2 separate regions of the Mus musculus genome follow, and region 2 is linked to region 1. A link is a contact called in public capture Hi-C data. All regions are on one chromosome and are shown on one strand. Each heading gives the region's core, a stretch centred on a gene start, on an enhancer-like site or on the middle of the called end of the contact. The rest is flanking DNA. Distances are from core to core; before and after follow the strand shown. Region 1 has its middle 36 kb from the start of 2410003I16Rik. Region 2 has its middle 19 kb from the start of Dyrk1a.

Region 1 (4,980 bases), core at 2,457-4,956:
GTGGGCGTCCTGAGCACCTAAGCCATCAATTTGATGGTACTCTAGAGAGTTTTTGACTTTAAAATGTGTTTTTCTTTAAAGCAGTGGTTCTCAGCCTTCCTAAAGTTGTGGCCCTTTAATACATTTCCTTATGTGGTAGTGAGCTTGAACCATAAAACTATTTCATTGCTCTCTTATAACTGTAATTTTGTTACTGTTGAGACTTGAAATGTAAATCCCATCTCTGATATGAGACCCTGTGGGGTCGCGACCCACAGGTTGAGAACCACTGTTTGAAAGTCATTTCCTTAGGAATATTTACAAAGCATTCATTTCCATCCAGTGTGCAGCCCCAGCACCATGGGTTATAGGGAGCTTGACCCTTCCTTGTTGTGAGGGTCATCCTGTGTCCCTAACTCTGACCACTAGAGGCCACTAGTGACACTATCATCACTCAGTTGGAGCAATAAAAAATGACTCCAGATAATGCCCAATATCTTGGGTGCAAAGGTGATGGAGACATCTGTCTTCTTCAGAGGAGAATATCTGACTTAGGGCCGTTATTTAAATACCTTCAGCGTCTCCCTAGTAAAAAGGCTTTGGCTGCTTACAAATACTCCAGATTCCACTGTGGTGTAAAATGGTTACAAAAGTTGAAACTTATTGGAAGCTCATGATGGATCTATGTACAAATGTAACTTTTATTCTCCTGATGGAATTGTCGTCTCTGAGGCTTACTGCCTCCCTCTGCTAACCTAGGCCTAGTTCTGGAAGCTTCTTGCCTACAGACAATCTAATCTAGGATTAAAATGTTCTCAGCTTCTGAGACTTACTGCAGAATAAGCTCACCCTTTCTAGTTCTTTCTGAACTCTAGTTAGCTGGTTCAAATCAGCTGTCTGGCAAAAAACTCCTCTTCAGGATAACTGACTCAATCCAGCTTCTCTCTCAGCCTCTGAGTTTTTGCTCTGCCTGGCCTCAAACTAACTGTCAATCTGTTCTAATCTTCCCGCTCCTTCTCATTCTCTGGCTCATTCTTTCTTTACCTTTGTCTACCTTGTTCTCTCCTCAACCTATCTCTGTAAAACCGTCCTGGTAAAACCACCTCCTTCCTCTGCACTGATCTCTTAAGTAGCTTCCCTTTCCTCTCTGAGAGTTGTGCAGATTCTATTCTGTCAAATCTTTCTCTGATTCGTCACTTTGTCTGCCACTCAATTAGACATCACTTTCAAACACAGGTGCTTCCTTCTACAAACTAACTTTACCTTCATTGTTTGGGATTAAAGATGTGTATTAAGTGTGTGCCTGTTTTCCAGCCAGATGGATTAAAGGTGTGTGCTAAGGGCTGAGCCACACCACAACTAACAACAGATTTTTTTTCAGTAAACAGCTTTTTTCAGTCTCAGGGTTCATAGTATGATCAAATATCCTGCAACACGTATGGCGGTTCATTGCCCTCAATTGCTATTCTTGTGTGTCTGAATTTTGGATTAAAAGGTCCACGTTTGCACAATCTTTGGATTTTCACAGCAGAGATCATGCCTGTGCTGAGTGAGGCTCCAACAGAGGCAGAGGGCGGCAAAGCCAGTGACTGGAAGTGAACAGGATGTGCTGTGAACCTTTCTGCTCAGGATGGATTTGAACCGGAGATTCCTCCAGTCAGCCTCAAGACAGAATGTATTTACTTAGAAGCACCATGACTTATGACGATAAATAAACAAGGGGCCAGAGCAAAGACTCGCAGGTTAGGAGCATGCGCTGTATCTGCAAAGGACCAGAATTCAATCCTTGGCACCACGCGGCAGCGCACAACAGCCTGTAACTACTGTCCCAGGAAGATTCAACGCCCTCTTCTGGCTTCCGCAGGCACTGCATGCGCATGTACACAAACACATCTGCAGGCAAAAATACCCATATACACTAAATAATAAATAATTTAAGCCCACAGCTATAAGCCCTGGAGGAAATTATATGGGCAATTGCCCTGGTGCCTAGAATCTGCACTTGTTGAATCAGTCTCTGGAACGGGACCACGGAATCGATTTCCTTAAATGGCACTGAGTATTCGGCGCGCTGTTCAGGAAAAGTAGCTCAGCAGAGTGCAGAGGTGACGTCCTGCCTCATGCAGGCTCCCTAAGATCCGCTTCAATCCCAGAATGAACCAGAGTAGTCTGAGAGTCCACGACCTCGGAAGTGTTACAAAGTCCCAGGCTGCAATCTGTTTCCTGGACGAAGCTGTCCAGAGGACCCTGCGTGGGATCAGCCCACTGACTCGACTCATGCTTACGGAGGGTCTGAAGACCACGTGGGAAGACCATCCTTTCTTGATGAGGTCCATGTTCCAAAACAGGCATGCCCCTCACCCAGCCTCAGTGGGCCTCCGGGGCTGTTTCAGCACAAGCAATCCTAATCCTGGTTTTTAACACTACAGATTCCAGATCATGAGCATTTTAACTAGGTGGCTGTGTGTTAGCATTCTGTCTAAGCTCCACCCCACAGTTACTTGGCAACAGCCAGGTATGCTCCGCCCCACAGCAACAGCCAGGTAGGCCTGACCTACTATGAAAGGGGCTGCTTGCCCGCTCCTTGCTCTCTTGCCCTCTCTTGTTTCTCTCTTGCTCCCTTGCTTTTTCCCTTCCCTCCTCTCTCCCCATTCTCTTCCCGCTCTCTCTCCACGTGCTCATGGCCGGCCACCTCTCCTCTCTCCCCCTCCCCCTCCTCCTCCTCCTTCTTCTTCCTCTCTCTCTCTCTCTCTCTCTCTCTCTCTCTCTCTCTCTCTCTCTCTCTCTTTCTGCTTCTACTACCCTCTTAACTTCCTTCCCCATGCCCTGAATAAACTATTCTACACTATACAATCGTGTGGCTGGTCCCTCCGGGAGAAGGGATGCCTCAGCATGGGCCCACCGAGGCATCCCTTCTCCCATACCTCACCACACATCCTTCTCTCTTTATCTTTTTATAAACACATCAGAGTGTGTGTATGGCGGTGGGGGGGGGGGTCGTTATCAGCTTATTTCAGTTAAAACGTACCACAGAGTCCTGGACTTTAATATGGAACTTCCTTTTGACATAGAAGTTATACTAGGGGCTGTGGAAAGGGACACCCTCCCCCCTGCCAAGTATTTCAATAAGGAAGAAATGAGTCTTCAACCGTTCAGATCCTCAGAGCTCAGGCACCTGAGGAAGTGGACGCACAAGATGCCGATCCAGAGAGAGCAAACTCCTTTTGCTGAGCACTGAGATACTGGGAGGTCCTTTGATGGTCGTCTGTGATCTTCTGCAGGGGCGAGGGGAGTCCTTGTCTTCAAAAAACGTTGCAAGGATGGACTCCAGTGTCTGGACACACGCCTGATGATGTATGTGAAGGATGGTCTTTAACTAGTAACCCCCCAAAAGACCAAACCAAACCCAACTCAGACCCTTACTGCGGCTCGCTCACACCTGAGATTCCAAAACTCTTTAAAAACACTCCTGCAGCCGGGCAGTGGTAACACACACCTTTAATCCCAGCACTTGTGAGGTGGAGGCAGGCAGATTTCTGAGTTCGAGGCCAGCCTGGTCTACAGAGGGAGTTCCAGGACAGCCAGGACTGCACAAAGAAACCCTGTTTCGAAAACAAACAAACAACAACAAAAAATCCACAAACAAAAGCACTCTTGCTAGAACTCATGAGGACACCACTGACTTAAGTGGAGGAACAAAGAAACTCCTCCCCTTCCTCTCTCCGCCCACAGCCCCTCCCCTTCCTCTACCCATACCCCCTTCTCTCCCTCCCCGGCCCCTTCCAGCCTCCCTCTTCTCCCCCTTCCTCTATCTCTCTCTGTGGGTTTCTGTCTGTAATGCCCCTATCCCAGCCCCCGCCCCCACCCCCACCAGAGTCCCCTGCTCTGGTCCAGAGCTGAAGACCCAATAGTTTTCAATTACCAAGAGCCCTGCAAGCCGTTCTGTGTCTACCCACAAACACCACGGCGCCGACCTGTATTTACAGTCCCTTTAGCAAGCAAAGGCAACTGGCACCCACCGAAGTGGCCAGGGCATTGTGGGTTTGTAACTGCGTTCCTTTCAGTGATTAGTAAACCTACTGGGCTAATCGCTGCTCTGGCTGGTCCTTACAGTTGGGCTCCTGTCACCGTTTATCAATCAGATCTCTGCCTATCTCTCCCAGCTGTCCCAGCCCATATAAAGTTGATTTGCAGTCCTGCCTCAAGGAAGGAGTAAGATTCATGCTGAAGTACACATAGAGTAAAACACGGAGACATCTCTTTTAGGCTCAGTGGGCTTGCGAGAGTGTGGTTTGCTTTAGGGAGGGACTGCCTGCCTGTGGCCGGAGCAGGAAAGTTTGAATTCTCCTTAGCCTCAAATTCACTGTTTAGCCCAAGAGAGGTTTCCCTCTGGAGACCCTCGGGGGGGTGTGTGTAACAGGGGGATCGCAGAGGAAAAACGTCAAGGACACCCAGAATCCACGCTGTGGGAGAGTTGGAGACGTCCGAGAGGCTCCGTTCACAGGGTGGGGGTCCCTGTCAGCTCAGACTTGGGTCTCTGATGCAGAGACTGTCCCCAGAAATGTCCACCTTAGGAAAGGCTAGGCAAGAGCAGACTGAGGACCTGGTGAAGGTGCAGGGTGAGCCTCCTGATTCCTGCATGGCATCCCTGCCAGCTCTCTGGTAAATGGAAACCCGGGCTTAGGGGAGCCAAGAGCTTACAGGACTCCTAAGATCTCGAGTGTCACTCTCTGGGTCCCCAAATGAAAACCTAGCTGACAGAGGACCCTGGCTGCAGGTGTGGGAAATTCAGTAATTGGGTAATTCAGTTTCCTCACCTAGTAAAAAGTGGATAGCCCTCAGCATCCCATGCTGCTACCCATTATAGGAACTGACCCAAAACTTAGAAAAACATGAGGAAGGAGGTGACAGAGCTGGGTGACCTTCTGCTTTTCAGAGCCCACTTTCAGCCATGTTAGCTCAGTTTTACCTCATCTCAAGGTGGGAAGAGGTGTGTGTGTG
Region 2 (4,959 bases), core at 485-2,984, 580 kb before region 1:
AAGTTATTTTCTTAAAAGATTTATATATGCTGTTTTCAGACTCACCAGAAGAGGTCATCTGATCTCGTTACAGATGGTTGTTGGCCACCATGTGGTTGCTGGGAACTGAACTCAGGACCTCTGGAAGAGCAGTCAGTGCTCTTAACCGCTGAGCCCTCTCTCCAACCTCAACAAGGTCTTTCTTTCGAGTGGGGAAAAGACCTAAGATTTGGCTCACAGGTTGCTTAGCAACCCTTGGTGTTGAAGATGTATAGAGAACCAACAATTAGATCCTCGTTGGATATTTGTCTGGGCATTACAACTCTTAGGGAAGGACTGCACAGAGGGTTGACTCCAGATAAGGAAGTTGGCTCTGCCACACTGCTGTGGCCACATTAGCCAAATGCACATGTTCCAGCAGGGAGGTAGCCTGATCTAACTAACTGGTGGATACAAGCACACTAGTGCCTGTGCACTGCTCTGCCCCTCTTCTTGGGAGGAGGCCAAGTGAAAAGATCAAACCCTGATGGCCCTCCATGCCTATGAGTAATTGCTTCTAATGAGCAGGTCCCACCACCATCTGAGATTACCTAGTACTCAGTAAGAAAAGATACTACATCTGAGATTTATCACTCAGTTCTCTTCAAACTGGGCAACGAGGGAAAGATCTGTCTGTAATGTTTAACCATTTAAATTACCTGATATACCAATAAAGACATGGGAGGCATAAACTGAGGTAAAATCCTAATAGCTTATCTAGGAAACTTTTTTTTTTTCGAGACAGGGTTTCTCTGTATAGCCCTGGCTGTCCTGGAACCCACTCTGTAAACCAGGCTGGCCGCAAACTCAGAAACCCACCTGCCTCTATCTCCCAAGTGCTGGGATTAAAGGCGTGCACCACCACTGCCCAGCGCTAATCTAGGAAACTTTATTTTTCTTTATTTTCTTTCTTTCTTTCTCTCTCTCTCTCTTTCTTTCTTTCTTTCTTTCTTTCTTTCTTTTTTTTTTTTTTTTTTTTGAGACAGGGTTTCTCTGTATAGCCCTGGCTGTCCTGGAGCTCACTTTGTAGACCAGGCTGGCCTCGAACTCAGAAATCTGCCTGCCTCTGCCTCCTGAGTGCTGGGATTAAAGGTGTGCGCCACCATGCCCGGCTTGTTTCTTTTTTTTTTTTTTTAAGATTGATTTATTTATTTTATGTATATTACCACATTGTCCTTGACACAGCAGAAGAGGACATCGGATCCAATTACAGATGGTTGTGAGCCACCATGTGGTTGCTAGGAATTGAACTCAGGATCTTCGGAAGAGCAGCCAGAGCTCTTTGCTCAGCCATCTCTCCAGCCCCAGAAACTTTATTTCCTTAACTATACACAAAATATCTATTTACAAGGGTGATCCTACAACTAACCTGATAGCTCTTTAGAAATCTCTTTCTATTTGTGTTATTCTACTGAGCTAGTCTACCTTTCTCTTGAGCTCCTCCAAACCCAAGAGGGCTCCTCAGCTCTCTCCTAGAATCCTATTCTGTGTCCTACCAGCTGCTTCTCTGTTGTTCCTGCAAGCCCAGAGAGAAAATGCCTAACACATACCCAGAGCTCCTTCCAAGCCAAAAGAGAGAGCTCTCAAAGGTCCAATAGCTATAAAGACATCTCTAGCTCCTCCCCTCCCCCACTTGGCAGGCTGAACCATGTCACCATCATGGTGGGGGCTCCAAGCCAAGTCAGCAGGGCAGAACCATTTCACCTTTACAGTGGGGTGGCTCAAGGCCATCCAGCTGACTTTGTCTGGGGTCCTAGAGCAAAGACCACAAGACTCCCCTCCCCAGGAATTTGTCTTAAAATATGCAGGGACTTTCCATTCTTTAGCATTCTTATCTATGGAGGCTTTTAGGGACACACCCAGACTGCATCTCTACTGGGCTCACCTAACTGCCTGTGACATCTATTTAAGCTTTTATATTTTGTTAGCAATCGGGCTTTCTATGTACAATAATCAAATATCCTGTAACAGAGATCCCTCCTTACCTCACAGAGGAAGGAGAAAGGCCTTACTGTGGAAGAAAATGGTGCCATCCGGAGGCCCTCTAGTTCTGTGTGTAATATCTGGCAGACAATAGAAATCAAGTTTCTTTTCTTTTTTCTTTTTTGAGACAAGGTCTTATGTAGTCTTGACCATACTATTTAACTGACTGACGTTGACGTTGGCTTAAAGAGCTATATCCCAGACCCCCAAAATATTTTTTCTAAGAGGCAACACAATATAGCCAACCACAAATAAAAATACCTGGGATGGGATGGGTGTGTGTGTGTGTGTGGGGGGGGGTCACACCTTTATCCCAGTCATCAGAGCAAAGGCAGCCAGGTCTCTGAGTTCCTGGACAGCCTGTGGGCTACATAGAGAAACCCTGTTTCAAAACAAACAAAGAGCCACTGCCACAATGAAAAACAACTATAATTCAGAAGGCCGAGGCACAAGGATTTTTGAGTTCAAGGTTATCCTAAACTACAAACTTAGACCCTGTCTCAAAAAACAAAACCAAACAAACGAAACAAAGTAGCAGGCTGAAAATGCCTACACTGGGACTTGATGTCATGTGGATATGACTAAGTTATATGTTCACATGCTACGTGTGATTGGTATACAGGATTTATTATAATATATATTTACTGTGTTAATGAATAATGCGTTGCCATAGTTATATAAAGATAGTACTTCTGAACAAGAAGCAGCAAGAAGGCTCAGAAAGTACAAGCCTGAGGGGCTGAGTTCAATCCCCAGGTCCCGCGTGGTGGAAGAAGAGAACCGACTCCCACAGATCGTCCGACCTGCACATGTACACCATGACACATGCACACCCACGCATGGACATACATGTGCACACACGGTGATAAATAGATAATAAAAATGATTCAAATTTAGAATAACTTTAAAGTAGCTAACGTATAATTTTCTTATATGAAGAATAAAATATAGAATACGATACATTGGCAGAAAGATAGGTCTAAAAAATGATATATACATATACTGTGATAAATATTAGACATTTTTGTACATAAATCTATTGTTTTGCTCTGAAAGCATGTATACCTTATTGTGTATAATTGAACTTTAACAAAAATAAAACTTACATCAAGAAAAATGTAAGAAATATATTCATGGACAAGACCTGTGCAGCTCAGTGATAGTACAGCCACTTAGAATATATCAGGGCCTGTGTTCACTCCCTCAGCTACAACGGGACAGACTGTGGCTGGAGAGGTGACTCTACGCTTAAGAGCCCTCACTGCTAGGGTAGTGGACCCAGATTCGATTCCCAGCAGCCACATAGCAGCTCACAGCCATCCACAACTCCAGCTCTAGGGGTTCCGATGCGCTCCTCTGGCCTTTGGGAGCTCCACGCATGCGTGCGGTGCGCAAACATGCGTGCAGGTAAACACATAAAGTTAAATTGGTCTTTAAAAAAAAAAAACAACCCAGCAGACTGGAGGGAAAAAAAGAAATCTAGGGAATAAATATGATAACTGTAAAAACAAACATATATAGCAAGAAATGCGGGAACAGTGAAAGGTCTGAAAGAGTGTGCTTAAGGTTATCTCTGAACAGAACGGAAGAGTGTGGTCCTCCAAGAGGACCACGGGCAGAACTACATAATGATATATTCTGTTTCCAAATAAATGAATGAGTGAATGAATGAAACCAGGCTTTAAAAAATAGTTCAATCCACCAAAAAAAAGCATGAAATGAAAACACCACCAAGTGCCCAGAGCAGTGAAGCACACTGTGTTGTAACCTCAGGTCGCTGGACAGAGGCAAGTATCCAGAGAATGTAAGAGAGGAAGTGGATCCTCTGTACCGGGTGAGGACTCAGTTCCGATGAAGCAGACAAGGCGTGGGGTCCAGTAAGGTGCAGGAGCCATGACTCCCACGGGACAGGGGCGCTGAGAATCCCGGGAGAGGGACAGAGAGTCACGCTACAAAGCATCCCCAGAAAAACCACTGGCGGGGACCCCTGTGGGAAAACGGCGGCGTCGAGTGCGGTTTTCCACACAGAGTCTTACTTTTAGGTGAAGAATCGTTTCTCAATAACTGACAGAAGATGGAGTGACCGAAGAAATGCAGCAGTTACGGAGCCCGGGAGAAACATTAATCACTGTTGCTTGTTCTTTTGTTAATCGGTACATGGTCTATTCCATTTAATTACGTTGAAAATAAGGACCGCAACACGATTTTATTTTTTTTTAAGACTTATTTATTATTATATGTATGTACACTGTAGCTGTCTTCAGACACACCAGAAGAGGGAGTCAGATCTCATTATGGATGGTTGTGAACCACCATGTGGTTGCTGGGATTTGAACTCGGGACCTTTGGAAGAGCAGTCGGAGCTCTTAACCACTGAGCCATCTCTCCAGCCCCGATTTTGTTATTTTTAAAACTAATTTGTAATTATTTCAATGGTACAGTTTGATAATTCAATACAGGCACACTGTGCGTGATGATAAAGTCACTGTCCTGGCGACTCCCTGGGAAAGCACATATTCGCCCTACTCTGTGTGTGTGTGCTCCCTACTGTGTGTGCTCTCATTTCCTCCCCTCCCCAGAGCTCAGTTTCTCTTCCTCTACCCCCAGCACTCTTCTTCATTAAAAACAGCAGAGCACTCAAAGTTTCTTCTTTTGTAGATTTGCGGTGAACATATAAAACTGAGTGTATTTGCAGAGCATAAGGTGATTGTCTCTATCCGTGTACGCGGCAGCGAGCCACAGCGGCTCCATCTCAGCTCCTTCCAACACTTAGGGCTGAGAGCCTTCAGTTCCGTCTTCTAGTTAGTCATTCTCAAGTTTGACACACTATGATTGGGGAGGGTGGAGAGAAAGAGAACGGGGCATAAAAAGAACTAAAGTCACTTACAATGATAAAATTATTAATAAATCTAAACCCAGCGCCTAATGGGCTCTAGGGATGGCTCAATGGTTAGGAAC

The links. Capture Hi-C pulls out chosen DNA fragments and counts their contacts.
Region 2: a capture Hi-C map of embryonic stem cells shows a contact between it and region 1, with 2.5 times the contacts expected there. The contact joins two enhancer-like sites. A contact is called at or near these places in 2 of 115 datasets of contacts at active chromatin or transcription factors (acute myeloid leukemia and bone marrow-derived macrophages) and 1 of 9 other capture datasets (embryonic stem cells).

What each region holds. Positions count from the first base shown.
Region 1 is chr16:93,972,472-93,977,451 of GRCm38.p6, reverse strand. It overlaps a transcript of Cldn14 not described here. Among named protein-coding and RNA genes, the nearest start is that of 2410003I16Rik, 36 kb to the left of the region's middle. Within about 2 kb of position 3,706, at least 67 of the 459 cell types and tissues checked have an H3K27ac peak or open chromatin away from gene starts, as enhancers often do. A contact at or near this core is called in embryonic stem cells, where this site is marked.
Region 2 is chr16:94,548,851-94,553,809 of GRCm38.p6, reverse strand. No RefSeq gene overlaps it. Among named protein-coding and RNA genes, the nearest start is that of Dyrk1a, 19 kb to the left of the region's middle. Within about 2 kb of position 1,734, at least 13 of the 459 cell types and tissues checked have an H3K27ac peak or open chromatin away from gene starts, as enhancers often do. A contact at or near this core is called in embryonic stem cells, where this site is marked.